2 separate regions of the Mus musculus genome follow, and region 1 is linked to region 2. Evidence: chromatin contacts called from public Hi-C data. All regions are on one chromosome and are shown on one strand. Each heading gives the region's core, a stretch centred on a gene start, on an enhancer-like site or on the middle of the called end of the contact. The rest is flanking DNA. Distances are from core to core; before and after follow the strand shown.

The links. Hi-C and Micro-C count contacts between places; a contact is called where the count stands out from the background.
Region 1: a Hi-C map of cerebellar granule neurons shows a contact between it and region 2, with 2.2 times the contacts expected there. The contact joins two enhancer-like sites. A contact is called at or near these places in 2 of 484 Hi-C or Micro-C datasets (cerebellar granule neurons and cerebellum), 1 of 115 datasets of contacts at active chromatin or transcription factors (forebrain) and 1 of 9 other capture datasets (pancreatic islet).

Annotation. Positions count from the first base shown.
Region 1 is chr7:92,433,725-92,439,848 of GRCm38.p6, reverse strand. Dlg2 (discs large MAGUK scaffold protein 2) reads right to left here. Exons shown (of 23, transcript NM_011807.3): 21 at 1,775-1,884. Among named protein-coding and RNA genes, the nearest start is that of Ccdc90b, 120 kb to the left of the region's middle. Within about 2 kb of position 2,463, at least 1 of the 459 cell types and tissues checked has an H3K27ac peak or open chromatin away from gene starts, as enhancers often do. A contact at or near this core is called in cerebellar granule neurons, where this site is marked.
Region 2 is chr7:92,237,976-92,243,768 of GRCm38.p6, reverse strand. The region is part of intron 13 of Dlg2 (discs large MAGUK scaffold protein 2); the gene reads right to left. Among named protein-coding and RNA genes, the nearest start is that of 4930567K12Rik, 120 kb to the right of the region's middle. Within about 2 kb of position 2,963, at least 2 of the 459 cell types and tissues checked have an H3K27ac peak or open chromatin away from gene starts, as enhancers often do. A contact at or near this core is called in cerebellar granule neurons, where this site is marked.

The DNA of each region.
Region 1 (6,124 bases), core at 1,214-3,713, 200 kb before region 2:
ATTTCTATTTCTGAAATGAGCTTTTATGATGCTGTTCCCAAGAGGAGAGTGCCACTTTTCTTCTCATAAGATTAACATTGCATGGCTTTGTGTAGCGGTTTACAGATTATAAATCACGTTTATATAATGACATTGTGGTCACTTAACTAACTTTATGAAACACCGCCCACAGAAAAAGTTTAACTCGTGCCGTTAGAACACCATTTTATCATCAATACACATTTCCTATGTGGTAATTGGGGTTAATGTTCTTTATGTTTATTTACTTCCTAGTTTTATTTTTCTGTTTTGTCAAAAACCCTTGTCTACCTTTACTTCTGGGGATGTACTCTGTTTTTAGGATACAACTCTGATGATTTCCCCAGAGGTCAACTATGTGTTTGAAGTTTATCCTCCCAGCTGCCAGTCCAACTACTGTGGTTCAATTTGCAGCTTCGTCCTCAGAGGAGACCAAACAGGTAGCTGATATCCTCAGAAAACAATGGCTTCCATCTCTGGGAATAAGTACCTTCTATTTTTACCATCTTTCCATAAGCATTGTTTTCCAGCGTGCTGTGTATGGTTCAGCCCAACAACATTCTCCCAAGGCTTGGTTTGCCTCTCCTGGAGGCAGTGCTGAAGCCAGGCTCTTGTAACAGAGGCCTTGACCTCATCTCTGGCTTTCTCCAGGAAGCTGCTTATGTGTTTTATGAGGATAACACATTGAATTAGTGGTTCATAAAAAGTAACCCTGTATATTTTGCAATAATAATAATATTTCCTGAGTACTTACTATGTACTAAGGACTAAATGAGCCTCTGTGACATTGTTCAACCTTGTGGAGCTCAAGCAACTCGGGCTAAGATTATATGAAGGATCATTGGTTAAAAGAAAAGTTGGCCTTATTGTCCACTTTTCATGTCTCTGCTTGCTGCCTCTTTGCTCTGCTACCGTTCCCTACAGTAGCCTCACTGCTGTGTGGGAACTGTCAGATCATGGATATCCGCCTAATTTGCTGACTGGTTTGGAAGAGAAGTATTTTACTAGACCTTTGAAAATGCTTTGAAACAACATCAGAACCATGTTGTTCCCACGCTTACGTATTTATATAGATGTGGAGTGATGAATTAAGGATATAGTCATGTCCCTAGGGAAGGCTCTGTGAAGAACCAGTGTCTGCATGTCTTAAGGCAGAGTCAGAATTTTATTAAAGGCAATGTGGAATGTCAATGGAAAATTCTGAAACACTCTTTGTATTCTTTATAAAAAACAAAATAACTCATTTCAAGATTTACCTGTGAAACTGTTCTCAAAGTTAAGAAACAATACAAAGATGATAGTCTTCTGTGATTGATAAAAACTAAAATGGAAACTAAAATAACTGCCCAATCCCTCCATAAACCTCTTAGACCAAATGAAGCTGCTAACAAATAGAAAATGTGAAGGTGAAAACAATTTGTAAAGTAGTGAAGAGTTATTGACTCAAAAAGCTTAATATATATTCAATTAAGTATATATCTGATAATATAAAATATATAAATAATATTTATAAATAAGATGTATAACATATTTATAACAAAATTATATAGTAAATATATTTAACAATATAAAATAATATAAGCATACAATAATATAATACAAAATAATACTTTATAAATCTATTATCTATATGTTAAAAAAGGGAAATGCTTAATGATCGCACTGGCATTCCTATCTGAAAGCCTTTATGACAAACTGCTGTTGCTTGCTGTGTGTTCAGAGCAGGGTTCTAGATGGGGATTTATTCTCTACTTACATCAGAGGTTCCAGAGACTTGGGCTTTATGAAGATGGCAATGGGATAGAGCTGGGCGACTTGTAACCGCTTAATAGCATTTCCTGATACATCAAGTATACAGTGCTTGCCCTGGCAGAAAAATAGGAAATATACCAGGTTAAAAATATCAAGAAAAATGGCCAGTGTCCAATGAAATAAAATAAAGCATGTTTTAGACACAGGTATGAAGCATTAGGTTTCTAAAGACTGGGAAAAAAATCCCACTTGGAAGAATAATTTGAAGTATAAGGTAGGTATTACCGACTGTGTTTTACAGGAGAAAAGACTAAACCTTAGTGACTATTGACCAATGACCCCAAATTCCCTAGTAGGAAGACTGAAGCCCAGCTTTTGAGCATGTGTAGAACTGATAGTCGGAGTAGACATTTCATCATTTTAACCAATGTTAAACCTGGAGGAATGGTGATCATAGGGGCCTTGAGCAATTCTATACACTCATTCAGGGCTTATGTGCATTCTATCTTGATACATACATGATAGAAGGCAGACACAGAAGAAACCTCCTGTTTTATATGGTTCAATGCTGACTCTTTCAGTGAGTATGTACAGTTGCTTGTTAACCGATATAGAAAGCCTACTCCTTTATAACACACCTCATTTAACTTGGCCTCCAAAGCTGTGGATGCTCAGTGCCGGGAGCTACTTCATAAAATATTTCTGGGAAAGTACAATGATTTGCCACATTTCATCCTACCTCCTGGGGAGAAATGGCCTTATTACTTTGAGGCTAAGAGATCTTTACACAAGACAATGTATGTTTATGTAGATAGGCACCATCCTAAGTCAGTAAAACATGGAAAGTGTACATTATCTGTGTAATATGAAGAGTTCAGAGAATGCTTGAATACTTATGGGAAACACACCAGGATGTTTCATGCCTTATCGCTTAAGGAATACATCCAAGGGTTGCTAGCTGAGAAGCACATTGATTACATGAAAGGTGTAATGCTGTTTCATTATGCACTAGCCAGTATTCTTCTCAGTCAATGCAGGCTGTGTTTACATGTTCAAAGAGGAAAATAGATGGCAGCTTTCTAGGTTGCTTTCTAGAAACAATCCATATAGCTGGATAGTCTACCTGCTGGGAAGAAGAAACTAGAATATTCTAGTATGTTCTCGGACATTAAACTTCCTCATGTTATATTTGTGAAGGTTTCAATTCTATCTATTAACAGGGTTCAACATGATATTTCCAGATATGCTTATTATGTGCACTGATCAAGTCAAGTGTACTCTTTCTACCCTTGCCTAGTCAAACACATTCCTTGGTTCTTAGTAATTACTATTCTTTGAGGTAAGTACTTTCTAATGTTTGAAAATGAATATGTAGAACTTGTCTTAGTGTGAACAGCTTATATCACCTATGTAACATCCCCTGGGTCCATTCATTTTGCTCCAGATGATAGGTAATCAATCTATCTATCTATCTATCTATCTATCTATCTATCTATCTATCTATCTATCTTAGATTTTCTTTATTTGCTTCACACATCTAGGTTGATTCTATATCTTAGCTATTAGTAACATTGCCATGAGTACCATAGACTGGAAAAATTTCTTTGATAGGTTGATTTTATCTCTTGAATATGTAGCTAGCAGTAGGACAGATAGTTCAAGTAGATCTAGTTTTAGTTTTCAAGATTTATTGTTTTTAATTAAGTGTATGCATGTGTGTTTGTGTCGGGTATGTGGACATCTTTAGGTGCTGGCAGAGGTCAGAGACATTAGATTCCATGGAGCTGGAGTTACAGGTGCTGACAGTTATAGGTGCTGGCAATCCAACTCGGGTCTTACTCAGGAGCCGGAAGAACTCCTAACTGCCATCTCCCCAGGCCCTGGCTTTGGTCTTTAAGTTTTGCTCACAATGGCTATGATTGTTCTCATTCTCCCTACACAATACCAGCATTTCTTTGCCTTTTTATCCTCCTAGCACTTCCTTTGCTGTGTACAAACCTTTTAGTTTGATGTAATTTTATCTATCCATTAGGAAAAAAATGTTTTCTGGGTCATTAAGGCCTTATATAATATCTTGAAGTCCTTTTTTTCCCCTAGAAGTTAAGGAATTTCTGGTCTCCCATTTAGCTCCACAATCCCCTCTCACAAGATATCTATCTATACAGGATAAAATGAGGTTATGTTTCATATTTCTGCATGAAGGTATCCAGTTTAAAACGTATGATAAAGGAGTATTGAATAAACTATCTTTTTTTTTTTCAGTATTTTGGGTACTTTTATTGAGAACAGTTGGCTCTAATGTGTTGGTTTATTTCAGCAAACCTAGCCTGTTCCATTGGCCTGTGTGTCTGATATTTGGTCTAAATCAAAATCATTGTTGCTTTAATTAATCTGGCTGTACTCTATCTCTTGAACTTGGGAATTGGATTCTTTGTTCTTTTTGCTTTGGCTGTTCTTCCTTTTCTTTTCTTTTTCTTTTTTTGTTTTTGTTTTTGTTTTTTTGAGACAGGGTTTCTCTGTATAGCCCTGGCTGTCCTCGAAATCAGAAATTCGCCTGCCTCTGCCTCCCAAGTGCCGCAATTAAAGGCATGTGCCACTACTGCCCGGCTTGTTTTTCCTTTTCTTATGTGTGTGTTTCCATATAACTTTTAGGATTAAATTACTTCAACTTTGTGAAGAATCTTTCATATTTTGATAGGGATTGTACTTTATCTGTATTGTGACTTTGGGTTGTATATTATTTACTTTTCTTGTTGCTCCAACACAATAGCAGGCAGAAGCAAATGAAATCCATCATGGCAGAGAAGTCATGGTGGCTGGAGCAGGAAGCAGCTGGTCATAGATAGGAAACAGAGAGGGGTGACTGCTGGGGTTCAGCCTTTTCTCCTTTCATTCAGTCTGGGACACCAGGGAACCATGGTTCCATATCAATTAAACTGGTCTGAATAATCTCTTGCAGACCTGCCAGGAGGTTTGTTGCCATGGTGATTCTAAATTCCATCAAATTGGCAATCAAGATTTCTGAGGATAGGTAGTGTGGACATTGTAGCAATATTAATTTCTCTAGTCCATGAGCATAAGAAATCTTACCATTTTTTGACTCTTCAATATATTTTAATCATAATCAGTCTTTTTTTATCCTCCCTCGTTTCACTCCAATGGCCAATAAGTCTCTTTCTCTTCCCAACACTCCTCTTCTACTTAGTGAGTTTGAATAGGGCTGATTATAGAAGCACAGTTAAAGTGTTATTTGCAAGAGTAGGGGAAGCTTACAAGTGACTACAACACTGAAGAAACTTTCTTTCTATCTCCCCTGCAACCATTAATTGTCTCTGGATCTTTAGAGAGAAGTGGGGTCTCATAAGCCCCCTTTGGGAGACATTTTATTATCAGTTTAGGTATCATTGATTGTGATTGCTGTATTCAAAGTTTTTATGTTCTCACAGTTTAATTTTGATAAGCAGCCATATGTATCCAGAGAAATTTCCTTGTCATAGAGATTTTCTCATTTATTATCATACAGTTTTTCCTTAAAATTTCCAATGTTCCTTTGCATTTCTGAGGGGCATAGGATGGGGTGTCTCCTGACTCACCTCTGACTTTTAGTGACGTCATCTCTCTTTTCTTGTTGAGTCTAGTTTAAATTCTGTCAATTTTACTTTTTAAAAGCTAACTCTTTGGTTTAGGAATCCTTTGTATTGTCCCTGTTGTCTCTGTAGCATGCGCTTCTCACATTCTCACAACCGCATTTGTTATTTGTTTCCTCCTACTAATCTTACTTGGTGTTCTTGCTTCTCTAGTTAGTAAGTTGTTTGGTTACTTATTGGACATTGTTTTTTTTTTTTTTTTTTTTTTTTTTTTCTTTTCTTTCTTAAGTGGCTGCTCACTGTTAGTTTTCCTTTCCTTTCCTTTCCTTTCCTTTCCTTTCCTTTCCTTTCCTTTCCTTTCCTTTCCTTTCCTTTCCTTTCCTTTCCTTTGTTATATCCTTGGTTTGTTGCATTGTTAACTTCAATTACTTTAGGGGGATATTTACATTTTTTTCTGGAGTCAATCCTCTCTTCATTTATAAAATTTCTTTTAATGTTTGCTTCCAGTGTTCTTCATTTTCATGACACATCCAGAGTAACATTTCTATGGCTTTGAATTTGAGTAGAATTGTTTTGTGAATGTCTGTTCTATCGATTTGACTAATAATATAGTTTAACTCCATTGATTTTGTTTTTTCTTTTTGGTCTGGATGATCTTATTCCATTGATGGAAGTAGGGTGTTGATATCTCTACTACTACTGTATTAGAGCCTGACTTTACATCTCTAACTGCTATTGTAGTTGAGCCTCACTCATGTCTCTATTGC
Region 2 (5,793 bases), core at 1,714-4,213:
TCACATATATATACACATATATACATACATATATACACATTTATACACACACATATATGTATATATATGTGTGTATATATATATATATAAATTCTGGGAGCTTGGGTGCCTGAAGTAGCAGGGAAAGGGACACTCTTAGGGTTCTACATAGAAGCTAGTACCAAGCAGGGTGCTCTGTACTTCACTATTTTAAGAACCAGAAGCACTGTACATTGCTGGAATATGAGTCCTGGCCTCTGGTCTTTCTCCGCCTTACCCCCAGCTCACTGTAATTACCAGATCTAAGAATATTAGCCAAGAAACAGTTTCAGTGGCTCTTGACTTGTACAAGAAAGCTCTAGAAGAAGATAAGGAAGATTGTATCAGGTTTATACTACAGGACAGCAAGGCTGTCCTGAGGTTATCTGTGGGATAACCTTAGACCTTTGAAAGCTTATGTGTGATGGGCTGTGCTTTGAAATGGACATCAGCTATTACCCTTCCATGGTGTTGCATTTTGACCTTTACTTGCAAGTGAATCTGAAATGAAATGCCAGCATTCTGGAGAGCACTGTCTACGTGGCTGCTGAATCCTCCTCTTTAAGTCTTAGGGTCCTCGCCGACACAGCTACACGGGAGACATGTTGCCTGCACCAGGCTGCTGATCTGAGCAAATGGCAAGAAGATTGTCCTTTGGTTTTGTTTCCTGCCTTCCTGAATGTTTTCTGAACAGAGGCTGGATACGTGAATGAGGTTTTAGAAGCTTGGACACCAGGTAGGTGGACAGACAGCACCTAGAGAAGCCACAGCAGTGAAGGATGCTTCACCATGCTAGCAGATCATGAGCAAAATGGATCTGATTCCCTACAGATAGGAAACAGCCTCATAATCTCTTCTTTGTGAAGTGACCCGAAGTCCGCTCACTGAATTTGGGAATCAGACATTTGGGTGGGAAACTGTTCCCAAGTCCACTTCTTTTTTTTTTTTTTTTTTTTTTTTTTTTTAAGGAAGAGTTTATTTATTTGCTTCTTATTTTTTATTAGATATTTTCTTCATATACATTTCAAATGCTATCCTGAAAGTTTCCTATACCCTCCCTCCACCTCGCTCCCCTACCCACCTACTCCCGCTTCTTGGCCCTGGCATTCCCCTGTACTGGGGCATATAAAGTTTGCAATACCAAGGGGCCTCTCTTCCCTCTTCCCAGTGATGGCCAACTAGGCCATCTTCTGCTACATATGCAGCTAGAGATACAAGCTCTGGGGGGTACTGGTTAGTTCATATTGCTGTTCCACCTATAGGGTTGCAGACCCCTTCAGCTCCTTGGGTGCTTTCTCTAGCTTCTCCACTGGGGGACCTGTGCTCCATCTTATAGATGACTGTGAGAATCCACTTTTGTATTTGCCAGGCACTAGCATAGCCTCATATGAGACAGCTATAACAGGGTCCCTTCAGCAAAATCTTTCTGCCATATGCAATAGTGTCTGGGTTTGGTGGCTGACTATGGGATGAATCCCCAGGTGGAGTAGTCTCTGGATAGTCCATCCTTTTGTCTTAGCTCCAAACTTTGTCTCTGTAACTCCTTTCATGGGTATTTTGTTTCCTGTTCTAAGGAGGAATGAAGTATCCACCCATTGGTCTTCCCTCTTCTTGATTTTCTTGTGTTTTGCAAATTCCTGGGCATATACCCAGAAGAAGTTCCAACTGGTAATAAGAACACATGCTCCACTATGTTTATTGCAGCCTTATTTATAATAGCCAGAAGCTGGAAAGAACCCAGATGTCCCTCAACAGAAGAATGGATACAGAAAATGTGGTACATTTACAAATGGAATACTACTCAGCTATTAAAAACAATGGATTTATGAAATTCTTGGACAAATGGATGTATCTGGAGGATATCATCCTTAGTGAGGTAACCCAGTCACAAAAGAAGTCATTAGATATGCACTCACTGATAAGTGGATATTAGCCCAGAAACATAGAACACCCAAGATACAATTTGCAAAACCGAGTCCACTTCTAATAACTTCATCAAGAAAACAAGTTTACTTACTCAATGGGGGAAAAAAAAAGATGAGTATTGTCAAAAACAGAACTTATAAAATATATAAATTATACATACTGCAGAGATCAGAGTTAAGTCTGATTTTCCATGGAACATTTGTATTTGGATAAAAAATATTTCATTCTGCTGTATGTCATTCTCAATATGATACACATCATATGTATCACTCAGCGAATCCTCCCATTCATCTTACATGTTAATACCCTTAGTTTCATGACACCAAAATCCAAAAGCATTTGCGGTACTGTGTGAGTTAGGAACCATTTTCTGTAGGTTTCATTAAGAGGGGAAAGTGCAGTGATAAGGATGAAGATGGTATAGCCAGCTCTAAAATACTATCACTCTGAACCTTGGGACAAAAATGTTAAGGTTCACATTGAGTTGAGTCCAAACATGCATTTATACTGAGGAGAGAGAGAGTGGGGGGAAGTGGAGGGGAGGTGAGGGAGGGGAGGGAGGGAAAAAGGAAGGGAGGGAGGGAGGGAGAGAGCGAGGGAAAGAACATGAGAGTATTTGTCTATGGTAGAGTCAAATAGCCAGTTTTGGTGAAGTTGATACTTCAGGTTTTCTGCTCATTACATTTTGGGACAGATGGCTTCTGGCTGGTGAGTCTTGTAATAGTGCCAGGGTAACAGCTACCTGGATGGTATCCGTGAACACAAAAGGATTATATTCTGTGCCTTGAAGCTTATCTTTTTCTTTTATTTAAATTTTCAATGCTGGGGAATCAAACCTGGAGGTTTGTGTTCTAGGCAAGCACTCTTTTGCTGAGCTGCACCTCAACTTTCTCAGTCTTATTCTCTGGAAAGCCCCTACTCATCCTGGAAGTTGATTTATGGACATTAAGCACCATCTGATATGGTTGGCTCTCACTATATTATTCTATGTACTGACTGGAGAGGACATTTGTTAATTATGTGTTTTGTAGTTAACAAGTTGTGGATGTCCCAAACCTATTGACAGCTTCTCTACCATCCTCACCAAACCTAAGTCACAGCAACAGCTGAAAAATGTCATTTAGAGACTTGTAAAGCCCTAGGAAGGCTACCTTTATTCTAAATTTCAGAATGAGGCAAATGATTTACTCTTGGGTTCAGAATAGATATAAACCAGCCCACTCAAAGTGAATTCTAGGGACCACTGACAAAATTTGTTTTGGACTAGATGTGACCATGTAAACAAGCTGTCTGGGAGTCCTTAGAACAATCCTAGAGCTATCAAAGGTAAATCGCTCACTCTTGAAATGGAGCAAGACCAGCAACACAGCAAAACCAAAAGAAATGGGTTCCTTGAAAGCATTGCAAGCCATAGGGTATGACCTCTTAAACATGGTCTGACTGACTGTTGTACTTTTAAGTTACAACCACCAATATGTGCTTTATTGAACAAATCGGTTTTAGTCATGATTTTTGTTCATTGCAGCAGAAAGCAATGTGACCTGCTCATGCCATGGTAAGGTAGGACTCTCCCATAGAACTGCAGGCTCACATAGCCATCCAGGCCTCACATTATAAGCTTTCTGAGCTCAAGGATTCATATTTCCAATATTGTGCAATATTGTCACCTAGCAGACCTTTTCTTCTCATACTTAGTTCATATTTCATAAGCACTTCATAACAGGCAATAAAGAAACCATATCAAGTAAGTGACTGCATCACTCAGGTCAGAGCTCATCTCTTTATCAATTATTTTGTACATTTTTAACATTGGACTTTATTCTCCTTGCAATGTTTGCTCTTCTCAATTTAGAATTAGTCATTTCCCAAGCTCATTTAATCTGCTTTTCCTCACCTTCCCTAAGTACATAAACAATCCATGTTATAAAAGTTTATATGACACATAAATTGAAAATAAAAATAAGCAGTGCACCTCCATTTAATATTTGCCTTGTCAAGAGTTACCAATGTAGAAATCAAATGGACAATTTTGTCTTTATGTCTTTATTTCCCTGTCCATCCTTATCACCATCTCTTCTAAGAAAAATACATATAGTATAAATATAGCATATAATGTTAGTCATCAGAGCAATTATTTTATTTCTCTGTTTCAGACTGAGTAGACATTTTAATCTAGACACTCTATCTACTAAATATTTATTGTGCCATATACTTGCATAGGGATGAAGCATAGCTAATTCCTGAATATAAGTTATAACACTGACCTTTTTCTGAAATAGAAAGGAATGCCTATATTTACTGTATGGCAAAAACAAAACAAAACAAAACAAAACAAACAAACAGAAAAACATCAAAGGTTGCAAGGTTCAGTTGCGGGGAATACTTCCTAAGACATTCCAAATAGAAAACCTTGTGAAAATAAAGGTAACAACTACAAAAATACAAGAAAAAAAATACCTATTGTTTGATTCTCATTGCTTTAAAACACACACACATGCACACACACACACACACACACACACACACACACACACACACACGCACAATTCCTGGTTTTTAATAATTACAGAGATCTGCTGCCTGGAACTCCTAACTGATAATTCCTCCTAGGTAGGTCTTTGTTTCAACCACAACACAAGTTGAAAAGGAGGGATTTAGAGAATGAATCCTTGAAAAGGAGTGTGATAATAGCCATTTGGTCACATGGAGCTGAGGAGTCTGGGGCTGGCTTCAAGCCAGCTTGTAAAGCAAGGCTACTTCTTGCACTTTCTAATTGTACCCAGCCCCACAGGTTTCAAACCAGAACTTAAAACTACAGGCACAGAGAACACACCTGAAATTCGCCATGGTTCCTTCAAGCCATCATGCCTTCCAATGGCATAAATGATAAATGGCAAAGGGTTTAAATCCAGTTGGCCCCCAAATTGCCTGCCAAAGTAAATCGATGTCTTTGGATGTAAAGAAAAGCAGTGCTTATCCTTGGTGGATCAAATTGTTGTCCATTCCAGAGTGGCATTTGAAAAGCTTTTAGTCTGACACTTTTACACCAGTTTTGTACTCTCACTTAATAGGGGGAAAGTTGAAAGCAAAAGCCAACAGAAGCTCCAGGAAACCAACCCATTGGAATCTTAGGCTTACTACTCAGAAATCTAAGTGAGTATTTTATAGGCATGTCCCCAGTATTGAGAGCAAACCAATTTCCCAACTTCAAATTTTAAAATCAACTCCCAAACTCTGACAGGGAATAAGTATTCAAAAAAAAAAGTCAAAGCTTATGGCCAAGACCCCAAAACTGGAACCATGCACAACTTAGCAGCGTCTATTGGGTAAATCTATGCTAGGGTTACACTGTAGAGTCTGGAATCAGAAAGGTATGAGTCTAAATCCCAGGAGTGCCATATGCTATATCAAAATCATCAATTTAGTAATATTTGGATGAGTCTATCTCTAATTTCATTTTACTACTTGATAAAAAATAAAAGTATCTACCAGGTAAGGCTGTGCAGATTATTAGTGGAGAAAATGCACATGAAACATTCAGCAAAGCGGTTGGGACATCGTAAATTACACGATTCTTCTATTCTGTACTTTAATGTGATGTTAGAGATGGGGCTGTGGCCTAATTGTTATTTGGCAGATCCACTAAAGAGCTATGATATGTTATTTGGCATCAGTTTATTCCTAGGCTTTCTTCTCAACATGAAATTTAGCCTTTGAATAATTGCATGAGAAATGTGGGTATCATTCTAGAAATTAAGTAAAAGTGAACAGAAATGTAATAACTATCTTTTAATAAATCTTTCAAGTAGAAATAGAAACAGATTATCAAGCTATCAGAAATAAATCTTT